6 separate regions of the Mus musculus genome follow, and regions 2, 3, 4, 5 and 6 are each linked to region 1. A link is a contact called in public promoter capture Hi-C data. All regions are on one chromosome and are shown on one strand. Each heading gives the region's core, a stretch centred on a gene start, on an enhancer-like site or on the middle of the called end of the contact. The rest is flanking DNA. Distances are from core to core; before and after follow the strand shown.

Evidence for each region. Promoter capture Hi-C pulls out the DNA fragments that hold promoters and counts their contacts.
Region 2: a contact with region 1 is called in a promoter capture Hi-C map of liver, with 3 times the contacts expected there. The contact joins the promoter of Eif5 here to the promoter of Aspg in region 1. A contact is called at or near these places in 2 of 39 promoter capture datasets (liver and pre-B cells).
Region 3: a contact with region 1 is called in a promoter capture Hi-C map of liver, with 5 times the contacts expected there. The contact joins the promoter of Tnfaip2 here to the promoter of Aspg in region 1. A contact is called at or near these places in 2 of 39 promoter capture datasets (liver and pre-B cells) and 1 of 484 Hi-C or Micro-C datasets (liver).
Region 4: a contact with region 1 is called in a promoter capture Hi-C map of liver, with 4 times the contacts expected there. The contact joins the promoter of Siva1 here to the promoter of Aspg in region 1. A contact is called at or near these places in 8 of 39 promoter capture datasets (the 3T3-L1 cell line, cranial neural crest, embryonic stem cells and 4 more), 1 of 115 datasets of contacts at active chromatin or transcription factors (embryonic basal ganglia) and 2 of 9 other capture datasets (embryonic stem cells and pancreatic islet).
Region 5: a contact with region 1 is called in a promoter capture Hi-C map of liver. The contact joins the promoter of Adssl1 here to the promoter of Aspg in region 1. A contact is called at or near these places in 15 of 39 promoter capture datasets (the 3T3-L1 cell line, 3T3-L1-derived adipocytes, the C10 cell line and 9 more), 4 of 484 Hi-C or Micro-C datasets (the G1E-ER4 cell line and cerebral cortex), 8 of 115 datasets of contacts at active chromatin or transcription factors (cardiomyocytes, embryonic basal ganglia, embryonic forebrain and 4 more) and 2 of 9 other capture datasets (embryonic stem cells and pancreatic islet).
Region 6: a contact with region 1 is called in a promoter capture Hi-C map of pre-B cells, with 5 times the contacts expected there. The contact joins the promoter of Cep170b here to the promoter of Aspg in region 1. A contact is called at or near these places in 5 of 39 promoter capture datasets (hippocampal neurons, liver, pre-B cells and 1 more) and 1 of 115 datasets of contacts at active chromatin or transcription factors (epiblast stem cells).

Annotation. Positions count from the first base shown.
Region 1 is chr12:112,105,378-112,108,107 of GRCm38.p6, reverse strand. It overlaps Aspg (asparaginase), which reads right to left and starts at 1,425. Exons shown (of 15, transcript NM_001081169.1): 1 at 1,135-1,425. The coding sequence starts at 1,216.
Region 2 is chr12:111,536,692-111,539,391 of GRCm38.p6, reverse strand. It overlaps Eif5 (eukaryotic translation initiation factor 5), which reads right to left and starts at 1,291. Exons shown (of 12, transcript NM_173363.5): 1 at 1,153-1,291; 2 at 844-1,037.
Region 3 is chr12:111,441,314-111,444,013 of GRCm38.p6, reverse strand. It overlaps Tnfaip2 (tumor necrosis factor, alpha-induced protein 2), which reads right to left and starts at 1,353. Exons shown (of 12, transcript NM_009396.2): 1 at 1,331-1,353.
Region 4 is chr12:112,643,558-112,646,257 of GRCm38.p6, reverse strand. Siva1 (SIVA1, apoptosis-inducing factor) reads right to left here and starts at 1,430. Exons shown (of 4, transcript NM_013929.2): 1 at 1,174-1,430. The coding sequence starts at 1,291. It overlaps Gm30101 (a long non-coding RNA gene), which reads left to right and starts at 1,491. Exons shown (of 3, transcript XR_381987.3): 1 at 1,491-1,576.
Region 5 is chr12:112,618,645-112,621,344 of GRCm38.p6, reverse strand. It overlaps Adssl1 (adenylosuccinate synthetase like 1), which reads right to left and starts at 1,298. Exons shown (of 13, transcript NM_007421.2): 1 at 1,035-1,298. The coding sequence starts at 1,226.
Region 6 is chr12:112,720,816-112,723,515 of GRCm38.p6, reverse strand. It overlaps Cep170b (centrosomal protein 170B), which reads right to left and starts at 1,342. Exons shown (of 19, transcript NM_001024602.3): 1 at 1,134-1,342. Gm46382 (proline-rich extensin-like protein EPR1) reads left to right here and starts at 1,350. Exons shown (of 2, transcript XM_017315329.2): 1 at 1,350-1,955.

The sequences.
Region 1 (2,730 bases), core at 176-2,675:
CCAGGGCTTGCATATCCCCGGGGGGTTCGTAAGGGGCCTAGAAGACCTTCACCCATCTGAAAACCCACACCTTACTGACCTGGGCCTTCAAGGATTCATTGCACTTTCCTGACCCATCATGTTCTTCCACTGTAGCACACACGGGGACATCCAAGGGGCACGAGGCACAGTGTCACCACAGGTGGGACTGTGCGCAGAGTCCACTGGTCCCTTAGCTTGGGCCACACCAATTAGGTTCAACAGGACTGAAGTCGCCCAAGTGTCAAGCCGAGAGGGGAAGAGTCCAGGTGGGACAAGGTCCCGGTGCATAGGGCCAGTCCCTGTTCTAGGCAGTTCTGAAGCCTCCTCTCTAAGCTGTGTGCTGGGTTCCTCTCTCCTTTCCTCACACTGCACGTCCTGGTCTGGCCACACTTCTTCCTCAGCCCAGCAGCCACTCCTTCCAGGAGCCTGTGTTCTCAAAGGAGCCCTCAGAGAGTGGCCCCACTACAACCCAACAGCACACACGGTGCCCACTGCAGTAACTGACCCGCTAGCGTTCAGCTTCTTAATGGGTGCTGTTGCTTTGTCATCAGTCCAGTGAAGGCTAAGCAAATTGGCCACGACCTCACCTGCTAGTGGGGTGTCCCCGGGGGGCATTCCCCAGGTTGTCTCGACCAGAGGCAGCAGAATGTGTCAGAGGACAGACTTCCAAGCCCCTGACCCTGGTGCCCAAGCTCCTTGAGCAACCAGCTTGGCCCTCAGTTTAGGAAAACTAAAGGTTCTCTGCAGGGAGAGAGCAGGCAAGCAGCTCTGCCTGAGGCAGTGTTAGTCCCTCAGAGGAAGCTAGCTCACCCTAAGGGCTTTCATAGGCTAGAAGGTGTGGAATGTTCCAGCATCCTTCCCAGCGCCCCAGGCACAGAACAGAGCAGCCTTCCATGGTCCCTCCTCCCCCCATGAGTCTCATGGCTTCAGGGATAGATAACTTCAGGTCAGGAACATTTACTCTGCCCCTCACCCTTTCTAGGGCCGGGGCTCCAGCCACCAGAGCTCCCAGAGGAGAAAGGGTCCTTTCTCCCCTTTCAAGAGACAGCCCCAGAGTTCCCAGTGGCCCAGCCCTGAGGTTGTTCTGCTTAGGGCGTGGGGACACAGACTTACCTCCGCCTTCGCTCCGCATGCCGATGGTGCCGCCAGTGTAAATGGCCAGCAGCCGCCGCTCTGGTCCCATAGCACGCGCCATGGCTGAGACAGCTGGCTCCTCAGTGGGGACAGAGCCAAAGGGAAAACAAGACCGGGAAGCGGAGGGGACTGCAGGGTGGGGCTTACTGGAGGTCTGGGGCTCCTCTGGTTGGTGGGAATTGAAGATCCAAGGTAGGCTGGACCTCGGGGTGTGGAGGAGGAGTCACCTTCAAAGTAGAGAGCGGGACACTTGGACTCTTGTAAAGGGCAGGAAGAATGTCTGCTAGGGATGGGCTGAGACCATAGGAGGGTGGGGCCTCAAAAAGGGGCGGGTTTTCTGGGTTTGCCTTACCTAACTCAGGCCAGGGACCTCCAGAATGCCCAGTCAGGGCCACTCTCCAGTCCCAGTCTAGACACTCTCCACAAACTCCTTGAGTCTCTGAGGGTCCGGTCTCACTTGTGATCTAGAGGCACCAGGAGGGCAGGGAAATGCAGGAGCAGGGTCTTAAGAGCTAGGAGATCCTGATGCAGAGATAGCACACCTACTGTGTTCCTGAACTTGGAGCAGACCCAGCCCTTCAGAGGGAACTGAGCACCATCTCCAGAAATGTCCCCTCCCCAGAAATGTCCCCTCCAGACTACTTTAGGCAAAGGTGGGGCTGTCTCAAAAGGGATGGTGGGCAGCGATCCCCTGCCCTGATTACTTGCTGGGAGCTCAGGCCCAGAGGTTGAGAGTTAAAGATCTCAGTGGCACAGGTTCAGAGCCTAATTGAACCTCGTGGGGTGGGGGTGGGGGTGGGGACATGATGTTTTGCTATGTCTTTAGTCTCTCTGTTTTTTGAACACCCAAATCCAACCTATAATAGCACCCCTGGAGACCCTACTTATCCCCTTGTGCATCTCCTTCAATACTGATCTGTCACCCAGGACAGACCCCACCCTGTTAACACAATTTGACTTACAAACCCAGAATACCAAGTCTGACTAGGAGCAGGCCATCTCTGCTGATATCCCAGCTCAGAAGCTAAAGCCACGAAGGAACCAGGAGGAGTCAGCGGTCAAGTTCTTGTTCAGGGAACTCAGCTCTTGTTCTTCTTGAGTTTGCCCTCCAGAGACAGGATGGCAAGGGGTTAAATGCTATGGTGGGGACAGTAGCGGCTGTAAACAGGGCACAAAGAAGGTGATAGTGCTTCCACAGGTGACCAAGGTCTCCGTGTAGAGCTGCCATGGTGACAGAGTCAGGGCAGAATGGGACAAACATGTCAGGCAGTATGAGCAGGTACCCAGGTCTAAGGCTAGAACAACACTGGCTGGTATTTGCCAACTTGACACAAGCTAGTCATTTGGGAAGAGGGAACCTCAACTGAGAAAAGGCTTCCATACAACTGGTGTGGGAGGGGCCACCCACCGTGGGTAGTACCACTCTTAGGCAGGAGGTCCTGGGGGTACATAAGAAAGCAGGTTGAGAAAGCCATGAGGAGCAAGCCTGTAAGCAGCACTCCTCCATAGCTTCTGCGTCAGTTCCTGCCTCCAGGATCCTGCCTTGTGGCAGTCTAAGTTGTGGAAGCATAAGCC
Region 2 (2,700 bases), core at 42-2,541, 570 kb after region 1:
GAAAACACACAACAACCCTACAGGTTTAGCATCACTCCTCCCCGGGACAACTTCCCGTCCCCGAGTCCCTCACACAACTAACACTCCGAGCTCTAACAGCCCGAGTCCTTGTGAGAAAACAGCTGACATCCCCATGTAACAAAGCACAACTCCAGGAACCCAGGAGGCCACCATTTTGACACGGGTTGTGACTGGCAGGGAAACTGCTCGAAACGAGGAGGACAACACGGAACACAAACCCTGCTCCCTCAGCCGCCGGGAGATTGTCACATCAAAGGCCACCGGCGAGTCATGGGTTGCCCCGGCCGAGCGACAGCGTTGTAACTGCCGAAAAGGGGATCCGGGCCCTTTCTCTCCCTCACTTCAGGCCCGGGGGCCACCAACTTCGCCGATGGCGCCTCCCCCGGCTGCCATCGTGGTAAAACGGGAAACGTCGAGCCGGACCTGCCAACCGCCGAGGGGCGGCTTCGGCGACTCCGGGGGCTTCAGGGCGGCAAGTCCAGGCTGGGAGCCATTGGCTCCGTCGGAGCACGAGGACCACGGCCGAAGCCGCGCCCGGGCTCCCTCCCCTCGCTCCCTCGGCGCACGGCCGACCTTCGCCCTCGTCCCCATGGCTACGCGACGGTCGCAGCCCGTCGCCCGGCCTCCCCCTTCCGGCGGCCGGCGGGGCAGAGGTGCGGCCTCCCTGAGTCACAAACGCGCCCCGGGCCTGACTCAGCCACGGCGCGCGCGCGGGCGCGCTCCCGCACGGCCCGGCCCCCCCCAAACTGCGCCACACGCGCGGCGGGTCACGCGGCCGCGCCGCCATCTTGCCGCCGCCATGGCCCGCCGCCCGCGACTCACCGTTTTCGTCAAATAAAGACATAAACCCAACGCGGCTCGCCCGGGACTGGGAGGAAGAGGCGCTGGAAACCGGGTCCGGAGCGGCGGGGCCGGCGGCGAGCGGAGGGGCGGCTGGGCAGGTGCCGCCGCCGAGCAGCGGGAGGGACTGTCCCAGCGACGTCCGCGTCCACACCAGCAGCGCCGAGCCTGGCGACCTGGCGGGGACAAGGCAGTGAGCGGCGGGCGGCGCCTGCCCCCGCCGGCGGCCCGCGGGGTGGAGGGGCGGGAGCGCAGGGCAGGGGCGCGGGCCACCGCCCCCCGCGGACTCACCTCTGGAATGTTCTCGCTCTGACTGAACAACGCCGCCGCCGCGCTCAAGCTACCCTCGGCCCCGGAGCCCGCCCCTTGTACCGGGCAGCCACCGCTTATTGGCCGCAGGCCCTCCCAACTTCTCTTGTCATTGGCTCGCATGCACGTCGATCTCACGCTTCTCCGCCCTCCACTTCCTGGGGCTCCACTCGTGGTCTCGGCCCGCCTCCTGCCTGTCCCAGCTTCCTTCCCTTCCCTTCCCCCCCCCAACTCCGTCCTTCCCAGAGGCCTTCGCGGTCTCGCGATAGCCCGGCTCGCTCTGAGTTTATGCGTTCAGGCACTATGGCGCCTGCCTAGTCCTCTCTCGGGGCGGGGCCGGGCCGGCTATGTCCACGGTGCTTCTCTGTGGGCCACGCGTGATCTAACTGCTCATCTGGACCGCGCCAGGAGGCTCCCGACACTGCGGCTCCCCTTGCCTCTTTCCCACCACCCTTCCTGCTGCCTGGCCCGTGCCTGTCATCCCATATGGTGCCTCTCCCTGAGCTCGGGGAGCCAAGCCGCCGCCGAGCCGAGACTCCGCGGTTGTGGCTCTGAGGTTTCCCACGATAGAAACCTTTTTTTGTGTAGCTTGGGTCCCCGCGCAACTTAGGGTGGTCTCGACCCCAGTCAGGTCCGGCTGTGCCTCGAGGTTTGGCCATCCCCCCGCCTCGGGGCTCAGTCGCCACGTAGGGCCACCCCGTCCAGCCCAGCCCGGTCTGTAAAGGCCAGGCTGGTTGGTGACTGTGACTCCCTGCAGGTGCACCCGAGGAGGCAACAGTGTTTTATTTACTAACAATTTATGTTCGGAAGAGGAGCCCGGACTTTTTCTTTCCTAGACACTCTTCCATTATTTAAAAGAAAAAAAAAACTTCTTTTTTTGGTAAAAGTTTCGACTGAGAGTTGAAATCATCCCAGAGTCCAACTAATAATATAGAAATACCTGTTCCACCTTCCCAGGGCTTCTGAGAGCAGCAGCCTGGCTTAGTCAGCAGCTGCCTGGTTTCCTGGATGGGGAGAAAGAGCAGTGTTGTGGAAGAAGGGCTGCCCTTTGTTCTACGCCAGTAGAATTTGTAACAAGGTTAAAATGGAAAGATCAATTTTATTTTGCCCAAATCCAAGGTTATTTCCCCATGACTTAAAAGCTCTGTAAAGCTAATTGACCATGTCCGTGAGGGAGACTAAAGACAAGATGCAGAACTGAAAGATTTGTGTCTCTTCTGTAGCTTTTATTTCACAGTCCATGGCTCTACAGTTTTTACGGCTCTGTGCTTATCCAGGTTCCCCCTCGTTAAAGTGGAAAGATCTCAGGCAGTGCCTCTGTGAGCCATGGATCATGACTTGGCAGTATTGGAAAAGATTGAGTTTTTGCTTGGCTGAACTCAAATGGCAATATTTTAGAAACTCTCAGAAAAGGGTGTGAAACCAGTCCGAGGTAAGAGGCTTGTCTCACAAAAGTATTTTTGGTAACACTATACAAAGTGGTCTTTTCTGTATGTTCGATGGCCTGATGTTTAACTTCATTTTAAAAGT
Region 3 (2,700 bases), core at 104-2,603, 660 kb after region 1:
GAGGGAGCAGGCAGGAGGAGGGCCTTTCTGGTAAACGGTGTGACCCATTACCAGGAGGTGGCTTCCCTGCCCCATCCTTCAAGGATAAAAACCCCAAGCTGTAGCTTCATTTCTTCAAAATGACCTGGCGTGATCCAGGAACAGCTCCCGGTAAGGCAAGTGGGAAGACCCACCATCACGAAGGAGAACCCCGGAAACTGCGGAGGGGAGGTGCTTGCCCAAACACAACACACTTTAAGGGCCCTTTCCCACACCATCTCCGCCTCCACCAGCTCAACTGCCCAGGTTCGGGATAGATTCCTGAGGGGCTTATCTCATAACTGGGGCATGGGTAAAGCACCCTGATTGGACAGAAAGCCTGGGCTCCTCTACCCCAGCTCTTATCATCCTCACCAGGTGCCCTGAGCAGAGAGAGCCCTCTCTCTCGTTAACCTCATGAGGCCTGAGATAGGGCCAGGCAGTTTTTAAAGCCTGTGCCAACCTATCCCACTCGCATGGCAAACACCCATAAGGGCTGGCCTGGCTGATGGAGCTGCTGACCTGAATGTCTGGCCCCAGTTGCCCTTCAGTGTCAGAGGCTATTGGTATAAAAGGGAGGAGCATCTGCGGGCTCAGCTACACTTCTCACCAGGATTAGGGCTAAACAACATTCTTCCTCAGTATGTCTCGGTTTTCCCGTTTGTAAAATGAGAACGAGCCCTCCCCTCACTCCTTTCTCAGTGCTGCTCAGAGGATGTGGCAAAATCAGAAGCCTGGCACTGGGTGGGCCTTAGAAAGCAAGTTCCCCTGTATCCCTGACTGCAGAGGGGAAAGGCAGCAGGAGTAATGAGATGCTGTTTAAAGCATCACCAAGCCGGGCCCGCAGAGGCACGAAGGGGTCTCAGAGACACATGGGAGGGCTGCATCTGGTGGCTGGATGGTGTCACCTCCCTCAATTCTAGACACCACAGAGAACCTCACTGATCTTGCAACTAACTTACTGACTCTTGCCCCACAAGAGATCATCCGGACAGGGAGTCCCGCGGGTGCTGGGACCTTCCTTTTGTAAACCCGAGACTCCCTCACTTTTGTCCCAGTCCCTACAACACTTAAGAAACTTTCGCTGCGCGCGGGGATTCCGGACCCTGGTGTGAGGGGCTCAGAGTAACGCCTGTAAGTCCCTAGCAGTGCGTATGCTGGAGGTCAAGGGACCTCGAAATATCCCGCCCGCGTCCCCTTGGCCACTCAGGGCCATTCCCCCGGCGAATCCTGTCCGACACTCTGTGTCAGGACTGGAAGGGAAGCTACGTAGAGCGGCAGGGACAGAGGCACAGCGGCAGAGGTCACTTACTGTGTCCAGGACAGGACGCCTTAGTCCCGACCCTGGAGGGGCCCTCCTAAAATAGTCGCAGGCTCCGCCCAGACTCTGCCTGCTCCACCAACCGCAACCGCGGAAAATCCGCTGGCGGACGCCTCGGCCCGGCGAGTCCAGTGTTGGGGGCGGGGCCGGGCCGGTAGAGAGAGGGGCGGGGTCACTTTGCTGTTCCCAATAGCCTGGAAAGAGTGGTCTTGATGTGCGTGCACAGGGAGCCACGAGTTCCGCTTAGCGGAGAGCTGTTGTCGCACCACGGTCTCTGATTGGCTACCTAGCAGGGGCGCACGCACAAAGCCTCTGTCCCGCGTCACACAGTCAGCACCTACTTAGGTCTGGGGAGTGCCCTCTTCCATCTCAACGCCTCTGCCAAGTGTTGTTACCGCTCTGAGCACCCCTGTGTCCTTGAAAGTCTGGAAGGAAAGCTTCCCGGAGGAGGTGTCCTAAGGCAGCTGGGCACACGACTGGTAGTGGGACCTCTCAAAACCTCTCATCACCAAGCCTTGAGTGATGGGGCCCATCTTCATCATTATCCTGAGGTTACACAGAAATGACAGACAGCCCTCACCTGAGCCTCCTTCTCCAGGGCTCCCAGTGACAAGATTTTCCAGGATGGGGCTGGGGGTGATCCTCAGCACTCCCTTCTGCGGGCCTTTTCTCGGGGGTCTTTTCTCGGGGGTCTTCCCACCTTGGGGAAGGTGGGGTTGTAGGCTAGTGTAGAAAGGGGAATTTCTGCCCTCTGGAAGATGGGCTCACTCAGGAATTTCCCTGCTAGACACCAGCTTCTTTTTTGCCTCTACTTGGAGCTCGGCTCCTCCCCATCTTTTGTTTGGGCCCTCTCTTCTTTCCCTGCCTGTCTAAGCACAGAGCTTTGAGGAAAGAGGGAAGGGCAGCTGAGTGGGTGGGTTATGTTAAGGGGTTGTCCCTGGAAACCCAGAACTTCCTCTTCCTCCTGGGGAGCAGTGGCCAAGTGCCAGGTTTAAGAAGACTCTCCTCCATCCTATACCATGGTAGGTTGTAGGAGGCAAGAACAGAAGGCTGCCGGGCGGGAGTGGTGCACACATTCAATCTCAGCACTTGGGAGGCAGAGCAGACAGATCTCTGAGTTTGAGGCCATCCTGGTCTACAGAGCAAGTTCCAGGTAGCCAGGGCTACGCAATGAGAGCCTGTCTCAAAACTCAAACCGCACGCTTCCTCTTCTCCCTGAGGTCCTAATGGGTGATATTTCTATTGAGCCTCCAGGGTCCAAGCTGGGTGTTGCCTCTGCTCCACAAGGGAAGACAAAGACCCTAGGACTGTACCCACAATCCCATCCAAATATAGAAAGAGGATGAGAACCCAGGCCTTCT
Region 4 (2,700 bases), core at 181-2,680, 540 kb before region 1:
GAGAGTGGCTATTCCCAGCTCAGTTGCCTCCTACTTTAAGACAGAATTACTTAAGTTCAAGGCCAGGCTAAGATACACGGTGAAAGCCTGTCTGAAAAACAAGAAATGGGAAGAGTTCCTGGAGGGGTACTCTTAACACAGGTGGGGCTCAAACCCACATTCCATTATGAGAGCAATTTTCTCCTTAAGGCCTCCTGGTCCAGCAGAGTCCAGAGTGTGGGCTGGGGTTTTGGTAAACTGTGTGTACTATAAAACTCGCTAGAGCCCTGCACCCCTTCCTGACTGGCTGGCTCTGAGTGGCCTGGCAAATGCTCCAACACACAAGTCCTCAGAAGGGTAGAGCCAGGCTGTTAGGTTCCAATTAACACTTAGGCCTTCTTTTCAACTGCATGCTTACATTTAAAAAAAATTAATTTACTTGGCTATTTAGTTACTATGAGTGTGGTCGGAAGACAACTTTCAGGAATTCTCTCCTACTGTATGTTCTTGGGACCTGACTCATGTCCAGGCTTGCATAGACTGCACTTTAACCAGCTGAGGCATTTTCTGGGCCGTGTTTGCATTGTTATTGCTGTTTTAAGACATCTCACCATAAAGCCCATGCCTTTCCCTTCTGAGTGCTGGCGTCAAAAAACAAGCCACGACGCCAGGCCATGTCTAGACTGGGGGGCGTGGGGGGAGGCACACTCTTTGCAGCTCAGTCCTGTCCCTTCACGCATCGCCCCTGCGTCTCAGCACTTGAGTTTGCATTCCCAGAGTACAGAGAGGGAAAGGACAAATACTGGGGCTGCGTAGGGAGTTTGTTTTCCCGCACATTCCAAAGGCGCAGCGGCACCGCTCAAAGTTATACGGCCGCAAACTGCGCCAAGCTACGGTACACTGCGTTACACCTGCCCCAGAAAGCCATCACTGCAAGGCAATGCTCAGCAACATCCATCCGCTACAAAGGCCACTTGCGAGGGCTCAGGGCAGTCTACGCCATCACGCCCACTCGAACCCAGTCCCCGCGTCGGTCCCGCGCTAGGCTAGTCCGCTCGGCAGCACTCGGGTCCGACTCGGATTTCTCCGGGAGCCGCCTGAAGCAGCATCCACCGTGAGCGCTCGGGACGCTCCCGCGGTCTCCCGCTGCCCTGCGCGGCGTAGCGCGCTCTACCCACGGAAGTCCACACTCACCGAAGACCTCGCGTGAGTAGCGCTCGGCGAACACACCGTGGCTCAGCTCTTTCAGGCCCACGTGGACTTTGAGTTGGAGCGGGGCTGCGTCTGCGAACGGGCAGCTCCGCTTGGGCATGGTAGCGGGTACCAGACACAGCCTTCAGCAGCGCGCAGCGCGCCGCGCGCCGAGCACACGTCACGGCGCCCTCGGACCGCGGCGGAGGCCCGAGCCGACGAGGGCGCGGCGCCCAATAGGCCGGAGAAAGGCTGGGGGCTCGCCTCAAACGGGCCCCGCTGCGCGGGATAGGCCGGAGTGACGTCGGGGGCGGGACTTACGCAGTTAACGGCGAGGGATAGGCTGAGGGAGGCAGTGGCTGGAATGCAGGGCGCGGGAAAAGGCCAAGGGCGCTGGCGCGGCGAGGTGAGGTCTGCGCAAGGCGTGGCACGGGATAGGCCGAGGGGGGGGGGGGTTGTGTTGGGGCGGGGCTAGTTTATGTCACAGCTCAGGATAGGCCGGGAACTAAGAGGCGGGGCTCTGGGGTGGGGCGCGGGATTAGCGGGATGCTACGTTGGGGGCGGGACTCGTGTGCTAAGGGGCTCTGCATAAACCAGCACGAGATCGAGGGCGGGGCTCAGCGCGCGAAAAGCCTGAAGGCTCTGTTGTCGCTAAGCAACGGTGATAGGTGATAGGTGAGATATCAGTATCAAACAGTAGGGTGGCGGGTTTTGTCCCAGCTCCTGATCTTAGTGGATACGGGCACCCATCTTCCCCTACGAGTTCCTCTTGTGTTCCCTTAGGTCTGATCTTGGGCAGGGAGCCTGAGGGTTTATGGCGTCACCTGCGGGTCCGCTGGTCAGGATTTAAAAATATTGTGGTGTCTTCTAACATGTTGAACAGGCAAAACAGTGATGCTGAGGGGTTTCTCAGTCCTTCTATTTCTACACAATCGGAACGTCAGTTATTCGGGTGCATTAAGTTTTGTGCTCATCTTGGAGTACAGGAGACCCGGAGTGTACACACAGCACCCGTTAATTCTCCAGACTTTGTAGAATGGAAGTCTCTGATCAAAGTGTCAGGTTCTCTGCAGGCTTCTGTCTTCCAGAATCTACAAATAAAAACTTTTGTGTCCTTACTGGATGTGTGTGTGTGTCCTCATCTCATAATAACACCCAGTACTTTGAATTAAGTTCTGCCCTAAGGACCCTGTTTTAACTCTTTAAGACTATATCCACCAGCCCTGTGTGTTGGCTCACACCTTTAATCCCAGCTCTCAGAAAGCAGAGGCAGGCTGATCTCTGTGAGTTGGAGGCCAGCCTGGGCTAGGTAGAGAGACCCAGTCTCAAAATACCGAACAAAAAACTGTATCCAGATACAATCACACTCTGACTCTTGGGAGTTAGGCCTTCGACATAAAGAAGGAGCACAATTCTAAATAGGACAATAGGGTCCAGTGACTACTGACTGCTGTGCTTCCCCACCCCCACCCCCACCCCCAAATGGTGGTTTCCCCGGTTGTAGAACTGTGCAGAATGGATGATACCTCT
Region 5 (2,700 bases), core at 49-2,548, 510 kb before region 1:
TTCAAGGGAGAGGGGTGAACAGGGTGAGAGAGCAGGGTAGCTCCTCATTCTTAAGAGAGTTTCCAGAAATCCTCATCCCCAGCTGGGCAAATGTGGCCCAGGGAACCAAGCTATGCCTCCGGAGGCCTCCTAGGAGTCCTCGGGAACTCAGCAAGAAAGCCACAGAACCAGGGAGACAGAACTCCAGCAGGTGTTCCCACCTTCATTTGGGTCAGCAGCCATAAGTGTGGCTCCAAACCCAGTATCACAGAGTATCTTCCCTCAAACCGAGCCCTCTGTGCTGAGGATGGCACCGCAGAGGCAGTGTGGCTGTTAGCTGCAGCTCAACACCACAGAGACTTAAGGAGAGCAGGCAGCTAGCCCTAGGAGAGTACCCACCCGCTGTCCAGAGTCAGTCAGAACAAATGTGGGTGCTCAGAGCACTTTGCAGCTGGCCAAGGGCACAAAGACTGTCTCTGGCCTTCTCTGAGCACTACCAGCCACCGGGTCACACCCTGCCCGGGAAATCTGTGACTCCTCCTTTCTCCATGTCAGCCAGACCCCTTTGAACTCTGCTTTAGGCTCCTGACCCTGCGTTCCTCTAGGTTAGAAACCTATCTTCATCCTGTCTCTGCCTGGCTGACTCGCCGAGGACACCCCCCTTCTCAGAAAGCAGCTCTCACCCTTTGCTGCATCTTAGGGTACCTCGACCCACCCCGTTGGGGCTTTCCCCACTGGAGGGCCCACCATCACCGCCCTGGAACGCCCTACCCCTGAGGATCCCATGTCCTCAACTCAGCGACTTATATTTTTAGCTCGGGCTCCTGCCATTGCCCTGGGGAGGAGGTGGGTGGGTGGTGGGAGGCCAAGAGCTTTGTGTGAGAGGGTGTGTGTGGGAAGGAGGACTTAGGCAGTGGGGAAGGTACTCCTGGGAGGGAGGAATCCAAAAGGCTGTGACCCACTCAGGGCACAGGAGGAAGGGGTTCGTCCGGATCCCGGGGAAGGGGAGAGGCTCGCTGGGCAGGTTAGGGAGGGACTCGGCGCCTGGCCCGCACCTGGCAGCGACTGACGATGTCGGCGTCCGTGGCCAGCAGGTCCACCACCTTGCCTTTGCCCTCGTCCCCCCACTGCGCGCCCAGCACCACGGTCACGCGGGAGCCTGTCGCCGCCGCCTCCTGCTGCAGCCGCCCCCTCTTGACTCCGCCTGTGCCGGGGGGCCGGTCGTTGGAGGCTCGGGTCCCGGACATGCTGGCTTAGCTCCTCTGCTGCTCTGGGCCAAGCGAGAGCCCGCCGCCGCCAGAGCTCTCGCTCCATTAAATGCGGACGCCTAGAGAGGGGGGCGGGCCGGGGGCGGGTCCTGCGCACGCGGTGACGCACCTCGGTGACCTGCGGCCACAGCTCCCTGTCCCTGCCGCTGTCGCTGCAGATGGCGCGCACTTAGGGTGCTAGACGCCCCGACACGACTTGGGCAAGCAGATGACTCAGAACACCCTAGGACGTGAGAGGTGCCAGTGCTGCACGACCCGGACTCTACCCCTGCCCACTGGCCTGCTAGGACTAGGGTTTGGGGTTGCACAAACAGCGGAGGAGGCTGCTTTTTCCGGGGCAAGAGAGCGGTTAACAAAAGCAGAACCACAGATGTTTCTTTGCCGTTAATCTGGAGGATCTGCCTGCGGGATCACCTGTTTTCCCGTCTTGAACCTCGAGTCCAGGACCAGGAACGGTTCTCCTGAGAGCCGCCCAGAAAGTCACCTTAACTAAGACGATCTCTCTCCACCAGGCCACATAGTCACCCCTGCTGGCCCAGGATATGCAGCTCTTGGGTGGCTGTAGCTAGCTACTAGCCCAGCGCCAAGTGTAAGATGAAGTACCCACATCCGCTCGGGGTCAGAGCAACTTGAGGGACACAGGAGCAGAGGAGGATTCAACTTTCCAAGAGACCTCGGGGTCGATGGTTTCTGCCACTCAGTCCAGACTGGAAACAGGGACAAGGGAAAGTCCTGAGGCTGGGAGGCCTGTGTGGCATGCTCCCCCCAGCCCCCCACTGGTGCGTGTCCTTCCAGGGTGTGCTAACTGACCCCTGGGACAGGTTCACAGAGCAGTCAGGCTCCTAGTTGTCCTGGGGGCAGTTCGCAGGACTGTCACAAGACCAGTGAGACTAGACACACCCTCTGGGGGACTGACACCCCCCCTCCCCCAGCTTGGGGAAGAGAGGCTATTCCCAGTCAGCCTCAGCCACACTGCTGCTACCCTCCCTGGCTGTGCAGGTCATGGTGGTCTGTGTCTTCTGTTTCACATAGGGACATAGACACTCTCTTCAGTTGCTATGGCTGAAGCAGTCAGGGCCTCGGATCTGGACACTACTTCTTAGAAGAGCCTTACAGTCTTTGTGTGCAGATTACAATATCCTTCTCTACCTCACTCAGTGCCACAGTGGGGAGGGGGCAAGCGAGTAGACGTGGCATCTAGAGTTAGTGGTTCAGGCCAAGATCTCCTGAGCAGTGGCTGGGACAGGCAGAAATCCCTGATAAGGTCTTTCAGGAAGGTGTGCTCAGAAGGCAAAGCAGGCAGAGAAGGCTGATGCAGGAACGGAGACAAGGGGTAAACAGGAGAATATGGGGGGGGTTGTCACAGGAGGAAGGGTAGGGGGCACAGCAGCTTCTGAGGACTGAGGGAGGAGAGAGGCTGGCAGAATGTTACACAGGTCAATGAACTTTTTCT
Region 6 (2,700 bases), core at 93-2,592, 620 kb before region 1:
CTCCCCAGAAAACAGCTCCAGGTGGTCAGGAACATACCCATACCCTGCTCTGAGGTCCCCTTTCCTTAGGGCCCAGCTTGAGAGGCAAGGGCTAAAGGGGCAAGATTTCAATGCCCTTGCAGCCTCTAGGACCTCACTGGGTATCCATAGCCCCAACTCTCAGAAAGACCCAATCCTACTGGCAAAGGTGTCAGGGCTGTGGAGGGAGCCCCCCCCCCCCCCAGGCCCCAGACCCAGGGCGTCACTGAGCCTCCCAGCCCCACCCAGCCTGGATGTCTCCTACTCTGACATCACCTGCCTGCCATCATCTCACTGTGGACAGCAGGCACGGGGACACCCTTAGAGGAGAGGGAGGCCAACCCCCAGAGCCTGGTCATGGGGTGACCACTGCCACCGCCAGTCCAACTTGGAAAGGCTTCTGAGCCAGGGCTTGCTGTAGGAGGTTTGGGGCTAGGCTTAGCCCGGCCATCGTTGCTAGGAGGGAGAATAATAAACACCCCAAACTTGTCCCCTCAGCCGCGCCAAGCAGAAGAGCCACCACCCGAAGGTGAAGGAGGAGGTGGCGATGCAGATGCTGAGAGACAGTGGGAGGCAGGGAGCAGCCCCGTGGCTGAAAGGAGCAGACAGGAGGAGGTCCCCTCCTGGCCGCGGACAGCCCAGAGGCAGAGAAAGCAGGGAGACGGTGGCGGCTAAAGGGAAAGGAGAGAAGAGAAGGAAGACGGAGGGAGGGACCGCAGAAGGAGGGGGGACCGGGCACCCGGGAGGAGGCCGGGAGGCGGGCAGGCGCGCCAGGCCCAGAGGGGGAGGGAGCGGCGTTGTATCCTGAATCAGCGCTGGCCCTGCCCGGGCGGGGACCGGGCGCCCAGGTCTACCAGCTCGGCAGGCCGCGTAGACATGCGCGGGGCCAGGCCTTGTCGCCGGTGCCAGGAGGCCCCTCCCGGGCGCGCGCAGACATGGGCAGCATCGGCAAGCGCTGGCCGGGCCAGGTGTGCCGGGCCCTCGCCCAGCCCCTTCCTCACCGCCGCTTTTGTCCAGCCCCGCCCGCCCCGGTGTGGCCTGGAGGCACGCAGGTGCCCTGCTGGAGGCCCTGCCGCCGTGGGCGCAGGGCTGGCGCGGCCCCTCCTGCGTCCTACCTGTGCTCCCGCCAGGCCCGCGGCTCGCCCGCCCGGACGCTGCCCGGCCCAGCCCGGCCCTCTGCCCGCCCGGCCGAGCGCTGGGCGGGGCCGCCGCCTAGGACATGCCCGGCGCGGCCCGCACGCTGGCGGCAGCCCCGGCCGAGCCCACGGGCAGAGCGCCGGACCGCGGCCTCGCGCGGCGGGTCCCCTGACGTCTGCCGCGACACGCTCCGCCCCGGCGCGCCCCGCCCCCGTGATGCCCCGCCCCGCGACGCCCCGCCCCCCGGAAACCAGGTTAGGGCGGGCCAGCCTCAGCAGGTGAGCTGGACTCCGCAGCGCCGCCCCAGAGGTTACGCGCGGCCCCTCCCGTTCCGTCCACCCGTCCCGGCGCACCGGATCGGGCAACCAGGAACGGGCGATCACCTTTGTCCCCGGCCCAGCCTGGGGCGGCGCATCTCCGCCACCCTGTGCATTCAGACCCCCTTCTCTCTGGCGCTGGCTATCCCAGGGTTGCGAGAAAGGGCGTACGGCTGCCCAGCGTCCTGTCCCAGAGCCGAATAGTTAACATTTAACCACATTCCAGAAGCCCGAGCTCCAGCCGCTCTCCCAGCCCCAACCTTTGGCCTTTCAGCCCAGTGGAGGGGTGCAGGGCGAAGGAAGTAGGATGGATCCCAGAGGCCTGTGCGTCCAGCTGGGTCTCTTCCTCCTGCGCCCTCGACGTTGCAGGATAGGCCACGGGCTCGGGACAGGATGGTGGGCAAAGACACCAACGTACCTGGATGTCACAGTGGGCTGGACGGGGAGGGGCGGGGAACTCCGGAGGCTCTCCCAGTTCCTGAGGTAAGTTCTCACCGGCCGCTGGCTGGTGCCTGGTGCAACAATGGAGGTATCAGGTGTCCCTCTAGTGCCAAGGGGGAAAGGATTAGCGTGGGGCGGAGCGGCTTTGCAGAGTGGTGGAGAAAGTACTGTTCAGAGTGCATTCCTGCATTCCCGTTGAAGGGTACTAGTGAGGGCCTTGGCGGAAGTGGAATGCAGAGCAGAACTCCAGGCCTAGGAATGTGCGCTTTATCCTGCTGGTACAGGAGCTTCGTGAACCCAATCCACCCCGCCCAGGCTCCAAAGCCAGCGGGCACAGTTGCCCATCCCTGCCCTGTAGAAGGAGGTGGAAGGGGTTCTACACAACTCGAGAGTAGAGGCAAGCCCGCCAAGAGGAGACAGATAGGAAAAACTGCATGAGAATGTGCTAGGTTGTTGGGCCTGGCTGTGCGAGCTTATAGTACAGGCCCAAATGGGGGAGCCTGGCTTGCGGTATGGACAGAGGAGGAACCTGTAGCCTCGTGACCAATTTTGGATGTCATCCCAAGGACAGTGGGGCTCAGGAAGTTTGTGCCAGCTGAGACCTGATGAGATGAAGGCCTTGGAGAGAGCTCTAGATGTCTTTGTGGGCAAACGGGAGTACTTTGAGGGGGAGGCCAGGACTCCAGGGAGAGGCCAGGAACTGGAAGAGATGGAGGCAGAGGAGACTTGTCAGGTACTGGAAAGAGGAGGGCTGGGTACGTTCCTGTCTTCCTAGCCCATTTGTCCT